Linked DNA regions of Mus musculus: all the other regions are linked to region 3. The links are chromatin contacts, called in public promoter capture Hi-C maps. All regions are on one chromosome and are shown on one strand. Each heading gives the region's core, a stretch centred on a gene start, on an enhancer-like site or on the middle of the called end of the contact. The rest is flanking DNA. Distances are from core to core; before and after follow the strand shown.

Evidence for each region. Promoter capture Hi-C pulls out the DNA fragments that hold promoters and counts their contacts.
Region 1: a contact with region 3 is called in a promoter capture Hi-C map of cranial neural crest. The contact joins the enhancer-like site here to the promoter of Fbxo30 in region 3. A contact is called at or near these places in 4 of 39 promoter capture datasets (the C10 cell line, the HPC-7 cell line and cranial neural crest) and 4 of 115 datasets of contacts at active chromatin or transcription factors (astrocytes, embryonic limb bud, embryonic stem cells and 1 more).
Region 2: a promoter capture Hi-C map of embryonic stem cells shows a contact between it and region 3, with 5 times the contacts expected there. The contact joins the enhancer-like site here to the promoter of Fbxo30 in region 3. A contact is called at or near these places in 9 of 39 promoter capture datasets (the 3T3-L1 cell line, the HPC-7 cell line, cranial neural crest and 6 more), 1 of 484 Hi-C or Micro-C datasets (embryonic stem cells) and 3 of 115 datasets of contacts at active chromatin or transcription factors (astrocytes and embryonic stem cells).
Region 4: a promoter capture Hi-C map of frontonasal cranial neural crest shows a contact between it and region 3, with 4 times the contacts expected there. The contact joins the enhancer-like site here to the promoter of Fbxo30 in region 3. A contact is called at or near these places in 6 of 39 promoter capture datasets (the 3T3-L1 cell line, cranial neural crest, frontonasal cranial neural crest and 2 more) and 3 of 115 datasets of contacts at active chromatin or transcription factors (all in embryonic stem cells).

The regions. Positions count from the first base shown.
Region 1 is chr10:12,551,661-12,554,360 of GRCm38.p6, reverse strand. The region is part of intron 50 of Utrn (utrophin); the gene reads left to right. Among named protein-coding and RNA genes, the nearest start is that of Gm25139, 180 kb to the right of the region's middle. Within about 2 kb of position 1,265, at least 28 of the 459 cell types and tissues checked have an H3K27ac peak or open chromatin away from gene starts, as enhancers often do. A contact at or near this core is called in embryonic stem cells, where this site is marked.
Region 2 is chr10:12,607,111-12,609,810 of GRCm38.p6, reverse strand. All of the region lies in intron 50 of Utrn (utrophin), which reads left to right. Among named protein-coding and RNA genes, the nearest start is that of Gm25139, 240 kb to the right of the region's middle. Within about 2 kb of position 1,315, at least 22 of the 459 cell types and tissues checked have an H3K27ac peak or open chromatin away from gene starts, as enhancers often do. A contact at or near this core is called in embryonic stem cells, where this site is marked.
Region 3 is chr10:11,279,917-11,282,616 of GRCm38.p6, reverse strand. Fbxo30 (F-box protein 30) reads right to left here and starts at 1,287. Exons shown (of 3, transcript NM_027968.3): 1 at 1,117-1,287.
Region 4 is chr10:12,574,875-12,577,574 of GRCm38.p6, reverse strand. The region is part of intron 50 of Utrn (utrophin); the gene reads left to right. Among named protein-coding and RNA genes, the nearest start is that of Gm25139, 210 kb to the right of the region's middle. Within about 2 kb of position 1,329, at least 5 of the 459 cell types and tissues checked have an H3K27ac peak or open chromatin away from gene starts, as enhancers often do.

The DNA of each region.
Region 1 (2,700 bases), core at 16-2,515, 1.3 Mb before region 3:
GTAACTTTTCAGAACAAAAGGGCTTTGTCCTTGTGGCCTTTAGAAAAGTTTGCCATTTGTAAACCCTGTTCTGCTGAGGCCAGTTTTTATTGAGGGCTGATTTGTTAGAATGGTGGACCATCTGGCACTTCAAAACTTCTGAGACTTTCAGGGAGGGGGGGGGGAAAGATTGTGTGCTGTGTTATTAACTGTCAAGTAAAATGATGCTGCCATTGTGGTATGGAGAGCGACCTAAAAGGATGAACATGGTTTACTTGGGAGTGTTCTAGTGGACTTCATTTTGTGTGAAAAAAAATATTACATGATCAGGTAAAAAAATGTTTTTCAATTTAAATCAAGGAGATTTAAGATAAATTTTATCTCTCCATGTCCATTTCTACATTTTTTCTGAGTGATAGCCATTATTTCTATCATTTGATTGTTCCGTTTACCATAGATTATTACTAAATAAAGCTTTTATCATCCTCCTCCCCTTTGAAGATACACATATGGCTTATTTCTCTCTGTGCACTATTTATTTGCCAGCCTATCCACTTTTCTGTGTTCCTTAATGCGTGAATCTGCCATCATTTCTTTACATGTTTCCTGTCCAAATGGAGCTTATTGTGAATTCCTGTGGGTAGAATTTCTGTGTCAAAGGTCATAAGCATTTAAAATTATCCTCTGTCCCCAGACTGGGCAGTTTCTAGTAATCTTCAGGAAATGGAGTGGTTACCCTAGTTCTGCCAGGCATAGGCAGAACTCTAAACAGCCCACAATTTTCTGTGTCATGGTCTGGGTTGACTGACTGTGTTTGGTAGAAGAAGAGTGTGGAGAAGAAACAAAGAACCAGTGTAGAGCTCAATGCGCAGAACACCCATAGAAAGGAGTCAGGCAAAGACACAGCATGTCAATCAGAGGGTGGGTGCAGTAGAGAGAGATAAACAAAGAAAATTACTGTCTCTGTCTTTAGGGGCGCTGTATTTGTGCTTCCTGTGGAAAGTGTACAGACTTTGATTTCTTTAACCTGGGCATTCCCACAAAGCTGCCAAACCTTCCAGAGCCTTCTTCTTAAAGCTCCATGTCACGTGGCCACATCTGTCCTATGCGCTTACACTGAGGCTTGGCTGTTAAGAGCATTTTACCCTTGTCTGATGCTGCATTGTTTTCGGGAAGGATATATTTTGGGGACAGTAACTTGTCTCGGTATTATTTTCTGAATAACCTACTATAGTGCTCTCTGAATCCTTAACTATTTAGAGGGCCGTGGAAAGCTGACCCCTGCACCTGGCTGGCTAATTCAGAAGTGGATCAGCTGGCGGGCCTGCCCCTGAACCCCTTCCCCACTCTCCCAGGGAAGAAAAAAAGCTCTTTGTGCTTTTACCATAACTGTTAAAACCTTCTGGCCATGAACTATGGAAACATCTAAAGTAGTAACTTTTTTTTCTTATGAATGGTGTTTTTTTTTTTTATTTCCCAACACCCACCCTTATCATTATCAAAATAGATGTGGCATTTATTAAAGGTGAACATTATAAAATAAGACCTTGTGCACAGTCTTATGCCCCGGCTTCCTGGGATGAAAGGAGGTTTCACCCCTTTCATCAGGGGGCTCAGGCCTCCATCTCCTGGTTGAACTTTCTGCCCTTTGGGGCTGTATATTACCTTAAATAGCTTGCAGCTGACAGACTGCACTGCCGGCCCATGTGAACTGGAACGCTGTAATGGATGGGGTAGCGTCTCCTAATGGAACCACCGTGGTAGGCGACAATGAGAAGAAATCTCTCCTCGGGATTAGGGGCTTGGAGCGATTTTATTTTATTTTATACTTTATTTTATTTTAGTTCTGACCTCCAAGTTAGCAGGTTATGAAGAGGAGAAATGAGGTGATTTGCTTCACAAGAAATAAACAAGGGTCTTTTCTTGAGTCAGAATGGGCTTACAGCAGGCACAATGTTCTTGCCCATGCCTGAAGCTGTTCATTTTGTGAATCGGCCAGCCGCCATTTATCTGTGGCCACCTATTGACCCCCGTATGCTTTGCTTTACAGGCTCCTAAAATCTCTTTCTTTTCTCAGGGTTCTTTGTATTGGCCACATCAGGAGAAATCTGTTAGGTTTTATGCAGAAAAAAAAAACACTTTATTTTTACAGTTTTAAGACATGTGAGCTTGGTATTTAGAGGGAAGGAACGCTTAAGTTCACTGTAGGAGAAAATATCAGTTCCCCAAAGCTACTCTTTATGTTAACCCTAGATAATCTCTTGCTGCTTTTATAAAATTACAAGTAAGTTATCTTTTAGCAAGCTATACGCAACACAGTTTTTAAATGTAGAATATTACTTTATCAGCCTGCTCTTTGGAAGTTCATGGGGAAGCCATACAGGCCTTTTCATTTTGACACTGGAATGTGGTTTTCATTAGGTAATTTGGATTTGGATTTTATTGGTTGGATTTTCCTGTGCTTCTCCATGGTTCCGGGGCCTTCCTTGGCTTTCTCATGGAACTGTATGCTTGAATTTGAAACATGTCTTACTTAGCTAAAGATTCTGGGTTGCTTAGGTTGATCTATCGTAGAGACCAGCAGCTTGGCATGCCTTCGCACTCCTGAGGATTAGTGAGCCTTTTATTTGCACACTGGTTTAAACGGAGAAAATGTCAACTACTTCAAATGCCACCATCCAATTTGTTGTCTCTCTGGTGGCTTTTTAATTTCACTGGAGG
Region 2 (2,700 bases), core at 66-2,565, 1.3 Mb before region 3:
AATCCCAGCACTTGGGAGGCAGAGGCAGGCGGATTTCTGAGTTCGAGGCCAGCCTGGTCTACAGAGTGAGTTCCAGGACAGCCAGGAAAATACAGAGAAATCCTGTCTCGAAAAACACCCCCACCCCCAAATGCCGGTCACAAAGTTAAGTGGTTCTTTAAGAACAAAAAACGTTAGTTGGAACTCTGCGTGACTGACGCGGATACAGTAGGGAGTAAACAGAAAGTTCTTTCTGAGAAGAGAGCTGGCATAGCACTCTAGATTCAGAAAATGCTATTTTGTCATCGTGACTAAAAGCTTGATGACTTGTGTTTCCTCTGGGGTGCAGTTTATTAAGTATCAAATGGAAATTTCCAGCCTGTATGTATGGATCTGAAAGCTATAGGCACGAACCGCTTTCTCTTGGTTCTCGGCAGAGCCCTGCTGGCCTTTCAAAGGGAAGTTAGTTGTTTATATTTAGCTCTGGAAATTAAGCAATTAGCAGGGATAGGAGAATATAGACAATGTCACACCATTGTCGTTTTCTCACTTGCTCGAAGTTTGTTCATCTCAGGCAAGGTAAATGAGTCCAAGTAATTGAAGTTGGAAAGGATGTGGAGTGTGGGAGAGGATTGCTTTTCATTTTTCTTTTTCTAGTTTGTTCAGGTCTGTGAAGTTCTGAAAGACTGATTTGTAACAAAGCTCAGTCACAGAAGCGGACAGTGCTTTTTAATGCTTAATAAATAATTGGCCGCTGTGACAGCATGGCCTGATAAAGCCGGAACGGAATCCCTCTAGAATGGAAAGTGAAGTAGTTGGGTCAGGCCTGGTGGTACAGGTTCTGTACTCTCAGCTAACTGGGAAGCTGAGGCTGGAAGATTGTTCCAGGCCTGGGTGGTTTGTAGAGTGAACTGAAGGTCAGGTTGTATAACTTAGTGACTCTCTGTCTTGTATTGAAATGTTAAAGTATCAAAGCTTTGTGTATTGTGCCAGGTGAACATTTGCCTAACATATGTAAGGCCCTAAGGGCAATTCCCTGCAGTTGCTGGAAGGTGTTGGTTTTCAGGGTGGGTGCCTCCTTCTCCCTGCTCTTCCTCCTTCTCTTCTCCCTCTTCTTCCTCCTTCTCTTCCTCCTCCTCCTAATACATATTTGTGCATGTTTATTATAGAATTGGTAGACAGTTTCTGTGTATAGACACCATGACCTTGACAACTCTTATTAAAAAAACAAAACAAGACAAAACATTTAATTGCGCTGGCTTACAGTATAGAGGTTCAGTCCCTTACCATCATGGTGGGAAGCATGGCAGAGTGCAGGCAGACATGGAGCTGAGGGTTCTATATCTGGATCCTCAAACAGCAGTTGGAGACTGTGTCACACCAGCCACATTTGACCTTATGCTACCTCAAAGCCTGCCCTCACAGTGACACACTTTCTCCAACAAGGCCACACCTCCTCCAAGGAGGCCACAGCTCCTAATACTGTCACTTCCTATGGGCCAAGCACTTATATACATTTGTGTATGGGCTCCATACCTGTTCAACACCACATTCACAAAAGTGACCATCTCTTTTGAGACAGGATCTTTTATTGGCCTGACCTCACCAAGCTGTCCAGACTGGGGTGGATTCTCCCTGTTTAGACTTCCCTAGCTCTGGGATTACAAAGACAGTGCACACACACCACCATACCCAACAAACATTTTTCTGTGGTTTCTGAGAATCAAGCTCAAGTCAAGCACTTTATCCAGTGAGCCACCTTCTCAGGCCATATTTATGGTGTCTGTATTTTTTCCTACTGTAAAAGGACTAGGAAAACAAAAACTGTTGACATAGAAAACCACAGCACAATAAAAATTAACAGGAAAGCAACAACCCTAGACTCCATGGGAAAGCGTCTAATGAAACACGGACAGAGACGCCTAATGAATAGGATTGTAAACGTTCTATGTGTTTTTAAGATAGTGTTAATATATATTTTTATATGTTTTATCTATCATCTATCCATTTATATATCTTCTATTTATCTATCTATCTAATTTATATATCATCTATCTACATATCTTTCATCTATCTATCTATCTATCTATCTATCTATCTATCTATCTATCTATCTTCCTACCTATCATCTGTCTGGGAAAGAAAATTGTCACCAGTTCTATGTAACATCTGGAGAAACAAGCTCTTTTAACTCCACAGTGAAGGCACAGAGTAGGCGATGCTTGGCCAGTACATGATTTAACTGGCACTGTTGACAGGTTTTCTGATTCCAGATTCAGTGTCTCTCTGCATTTCATTTCAGGTGGTCACAGTGGTTATCCTGAGCTACAAAGAACCATGCGGTTGAGGGGTAAAGAAAGAGAAAGTAGCTTAAGTCATTGCTATACTTTCTTTTAGTTATCATTCGTTGTATTTTCACTGTACTAGGAAGGAAATCCCCTGTGTAGATGTTTCATCACCCGTAGTCTTGGGCATGCCTAGGTACTTGTTCTCATCTTGAAGTTGAAAAAACAATGAGCAACTGGGCTGTGGTGGCGCACGCCTTTAATCCCAGTACTCGGGAGGCAGAGGCAGGTGGATTTCTGAGTTTGAGGCCAGCCTGGTCTACAAAGTGAGTTCCAGGACAGCCAGGGCTACACAGAGAAACCCTGTCTCGAAAAACCAAAAAAAAAAAAAAAAGAAAAAAAAAAAAAGAAAAACAATGAGCTACATTATTTTTGA
Region 3 (2,700 bases), core at 38-2,537:
ATTTCTAGAATCACACACACACACACACAAAAGCTTATGTCCCTATGTTAAGTATCGGGTATAAACTGGTGATCTAAGAAGTTAGCAAAACATGTTGTCCTCAACTAAACTACTACAGCAAGAAACAGTGACTAAGCATAAAGAAGAGTGATTCAACGAAACTGTATGCTTTAGAAAAATCAAACAGGGATACTTCATGGTATCCTTTGTCTCTTTGTCAGTCAACACAGGATTGTTTGGGAAAACTAACATAAAAGCGTGCAGAGCGTGTTAATGTAACTTACTTTGCCTGAAATTTAGCAGGGAACAAATAAAAAAAAGAACCTCAGAAACTTTTTGAGACTTCGTTTTAAAAACGTTAACCCTCTTTGATACCAGAATGCCCGTAAATAACTTCATCTTGGATCACAGTCAACAAAGCAATCATGGAAGAAAAGGTCAATTCCTTCCCAAGCATCTATTTTATCCGGGATTTACCACGGGACTCAAAGAAGGGAGAGGGGAGCAGGAGAAACGCGGCAAACACAGGCCTCCGTCGAGGTTAAAATGTAATCCCCGAGTGACTTTGAATCCGCCGTGCGTTCCCTGTCCTGCTTCCAATCTGGGACTCCACGAGCTGGAACCCAGGAACTTGGGGGGGGGGGGGGTGATCCCTAAGTCTCGCTTTAACCAGGGCCACAGCTAAGCCTCCGCGCCTCTCACTTCCATGAATGGAAAAGTTACCAACTTCGCTTATCCCGCGGAGACACTTGGAGATGCCTCGCCGTCCTTTAACCCGTTTGCGCCCAAACTCCTCAAGTCCCTACGAGGCAGAGGGTGCGAGCCACGCATTCCGGGGTCCCCCGGGGCTCCTCTGCGCTCAGTGGGGGTGGGGGCGGAGGTGGGGGTCTCACCCGGTTCCGCGTCCCCGGGGGTCGGGGCGCCATTTGCCGGGAGCCTCAAGGGCAGGCCACACGGGCGGCCGGGCGCGACCCGGACGGGGCCAGCCGGACGGAAGCCTCTGAACTGCGCCGACTCCACCGGCCCCGCCGCCCCCGGGGCCCGCGCCGTCCGGGCCGCTGCCCGCCCGCCCGCCCGCGTCCCCGCGCCAGCCTCCCGCGGCCTCGCCACACTCACCAGCCCGCGCGGGCCGAAGCGCCGCTCAAACCCTGGCTTCTCTGGCCTTAGCGCCCGGCGGCTCCGCAGCGTCCCCGCACCGGACCGGACCACGCACGGGGCCCGTCCCGTCCCAATCCTCTGCGCCTCCGCCCTGCCCGGACCGCCGCCTTTTCTCCTCGGCCTCCAACCGCCACCGCCCTCCTCGCGCGCCCCGCCCCGCCCCGCTGCGCCCCGCCCCCCGGCCCGGCAGCGGGTGAGCGGGCACGCGCACGCACAGCGGGCGAGGATGCGCACGCTGTCCTGTGCCGGTCAGGCCGAGCGCAGAGAACCCACGGGGCAGCCTCTCCCTTGGTGCTCCCTGCCGGGTCCGCCTTTCGCGCCTTTGCTTTTTGTTTGTTTTTGGAAGGACTCTCCGAGCCCCTGTGGCACTGTGGAGGACGCAGGCCCAGGAGCGCGACCCGTCCTCCTAGCGCGCACTCGCAGGAAATAGGTCAGCCCCCGTTGTCGGTGGTAACTGCCACCACCTCACGTGCCCGAGCCCTGTGACTCGGTGACCGCTCTGCTCTGTGACCCGTTTCCCCTTGTAAGGGCTCTGCTGCTCGTCAGCCCGCGGCGGGCGGCTTCGGTGGGGCGAGCCACGCGGCCTCCAGAGGGCGCGGCGCGGCTTCTGGGAAACGTCTTAGGGCCGGAGCTTTCCCGTGGCCATCCAGGGCTACACACCCCGCGTGTAGGCGTCCCCGTTACTACCGCCAGGCCCGGGCGTGAGGCTGAGGGACGGTGATGTCACCGACGCCCACCCCGTCTGGAGGCCTCCTGCCAACTCCCACCTCAAAGCCACCGTGAAGGAGCCTTGGCCCTGGCTGGCGGAGGGGCGGAGGTGAGAAAACCCCCTTGGGTGGCCGTTCTGGTGACTGCAGTTTTACTCCCCAGCTGTTGGAAACGGTGGCTCACGAGAGTCACCGTCCTTCACCTTAAAAACCAGCACTTTCATACAACTACACAAAACCCTGGGGAGCTTAAGACTGAGCACACTGTAAAGGTCAGGGGTTTGGTTTGGTTTAATGAAGACATTCAGATTTTTGAAATATTTAGTGCTTATATGTGGGGTGCTTAGGACGCTGTATTTTTTTTTTTTTTTTTTTTTTTTTTTTTTTTTGCCTGCTTTGGCTGTAGGAGGTAGGCGCTTTTCGGTCAGCCCAGAGCGTGAGACCCAAAGGGGCCAGGTAAGAAAAGTGAAGCAGACAGATGAAATGGTGGGAGAGTTGCTTGTGCATGACAGGTGGTCGCGATTGAGTCACACATCCTTCCATTACATCCCCTTCCGCAAAATAAGGGGACTGCGGCAGGGAATCCCAAAGGCTCTCTACAGCTTCAACATTCCCATACTGATTGATTGTACTTTGGGGCTTTCTGCCTCTCTAAATCACCTAGTTGACACTAGGTCATCTCCCACCTCAAGCTGAGTAGGAGTCAGGGCAAACAGAAGCCTCTGCTCTTCCATAAGTGGCAACCAGAGACTACCAGGAATCAAAGGTCTTCAAAGATGTCCTCGGAAGTATATGTGGACTTTGGGCTAGACTTGTGGAACAAAACTACCATTTA
Region 4 (2,700 bases), core at 80-2,579, 1.3 Mb before region 3:
CTAAAAATCAACTCAACAAATACCTAAAATCCCCTTAGCATAGGGTCCGTAATACATGGGTTTTGTTTGTAAAGCTTTCAGGAACCTCTGTAGATTATAGGAGTTCACTGTTATATCTATTTATAAAACTGGGCTAAAGACATAAAATTTAGGATTTTAACCATTTTAAGTGCACATTTCAGTGGCATTAAGTATATTAACTGTGGTATGTGACAGCGGTCAGCATCTGTTTCTAGAACATTCTCACCATCCACACCAGAAACTCTCTACCCATTTAAACAGTATGTCCTCTGATGCCAGCCCCTGGAGACCCCCATTCTATACCCCATATCTATCCTGACTGCAGTAAGTCCACCACATAAAGGAAAACAAAATATTTATCTTTGTCTTTTGTGGCTGGTTTGTTTATTATTGAGCACGGTGCCCTTAACATTTATCTAGGTTGTGTCAGAATTTCCTTCTTCTTTCAGTATGGATTTTGTTCTATTATGCATGTGACAGATTTTGCTTATCGGTTCATCTGTTGGTGGATACTGGGCTATTTCTCCCTCCCGGCTGTTTTGACAATATTGCTGTGAACATTGGTTAACAAGTATTTCTAGAATCACTACTTTCAGTCTTTTTGATATGTAAACAAGACTTTTAACCTGATTTTTTTCATCTCTTACGTCTGGTCTCAGTATACAGTTCTTTTAAAATCTATATTTATGTAGTATTCTTTCATGATTTTAGCCCTGGGAGGGGAGTGGCAGGTTCTAGGCCCTCTGTGAAGATTTAATACCAGGTGTAGATTCTGGAACTATATGTATATTAAGCCCCATTTCTGTCACTGAGCCACACATCTCTACCTATTCTTTGACACGTGTGACCTCCAAGTGCTTCAAACGTCAACCTGAAATTATTGGTTTCTATGCCAGAAGCATTTCTGCAAAGCTCAGCTCTTTAGAAGTTCAGTGCATGATGTTGCTTTAGAACTTAAACTTTCAATGCTGCTGTTGCTGTTGCTGCTGCTGCTGCTGCTGCTTCTCCTCCTCCCAACCCCCATCTTTCTGCTCCTTCCCACTGCATACATGCTTTGGGAAATTTTCTTCATTCCTGTTGCTCTCTGCACTGGACTAACCCAACTTACTAACTCATTTTTCTAAACTGTGTGGTCCCCCAGCATGTGGAAATATGTTGTTGATTTCATTTTAGTTGGCATGTTGCGATTAAGACTTCTTGCTGTATAATGAACTTCAATTTTCACTGAAGATTCCTGGAGTCTGTGGGTTATAGATCACATGATTGGCAGTTCCTATTATATACCGTAAGAGGAGCCTGGTCTGCCCTACTCCCCATCCTGGGGGGGGGGGGTTGACATCTGAAGCTAAGGACTGGATTAACTAATCAGGGCCTTTATCCTGTTTGGGCTCCTTACTTTTAAAACAGCATAAACCTTTAGGCTATGGAAATACGGTTCTACAAGTGTTAAATTGACTCATGATTTCCAGGTGTATGGAAAAATGGCATATTGAACTTGTAACTCTCTTCATATATACGCGCACACTCGCGCTCACACACACACATTGAATATGAACAACAGCAGGCAGCAATTACTTCTGTCTTTGAAGATCTTGTTCCTTGGCCATGAGACACCAGTCTCATTGCTTACCTTCGATTTTAATACTCTGCATTTGTAAGCAGATACTTCATGTGTCCCTACTTATTTTCTCTCATTTTGCAAAAGATAGAATGCATGTTTTGTTTTAAGGCTGGGGAATCAAAACCCCTTCCTGATTATTGATAGGAGCTGCAGTTTTGAAGGATAGACACCAATACTAGTTTCTTTTGTCTTCTTACAGACTAAGTTACTGTATTAGGCTTAGCGGGGTGTGTGTGTGTGTGTGTGTGTGTGTGTGTGTGTGTGTGTATGCTCATGCATGTGTATACCTGTGTTGTGAGCACAGGTGCCTTTATAAGGGTTAGATGCATGCATGTGCACATGTGTGTAGAGGCCAGAGATTGATTTCATGTCTTTTTTTTTAATTGCTATCTACTTTATATATCAAGACTGGGTCTCTCACAGGAACCCAGAGTTCTCCAATATGGCTATTATAGCTCATTCCCTTGCTCTGGAAACCTTCTGTCTCCACCTCTTAGGCACAGAGATTACAAGCAGGCTGGCTGACATTAACATGGGTATTAGGCATTTGTACTCTGCTCCTTATGCAAGAGTTTTACTGACTAACATATTCTCTAGTCTGTATTTTAAAAGCAAGCAAACAACCAAGCAAACAAATAACAAACCCTACAGAGGTTTTTTTCCCTTTGTGTCCCACCCTGGTCTTAAACTTTCGATCCCTCTGCCTCAGGCTCCCATGTGCTTAGGTGGTAGAACCATCACACCTGACTTGCTTTTTATTTTAAAACACAAAATGCAGGTGGAACAGCATATAAAACACAGGCGCTCTAAATAATCACTGCAAAGAACTCATTGAAGAGAATTTCTGGTCTCTGCAAGCTGTATGTGCCTCCTCCATGGAATTCCTCCCTGCTCTTAAATAGTAGCCACACTGAATCGAGTGCTGCCAGCACTGTCTCCATTAAAGGAGCAGAGCCTGGTACCCTAACCGCGCTTGCCACGTGCTCCCTAAGCGGACAGGCTACAGGCTAATTACTGACTCTGATGAGTTCTTCAATGTTCTTCCACCCAGGGCAGAT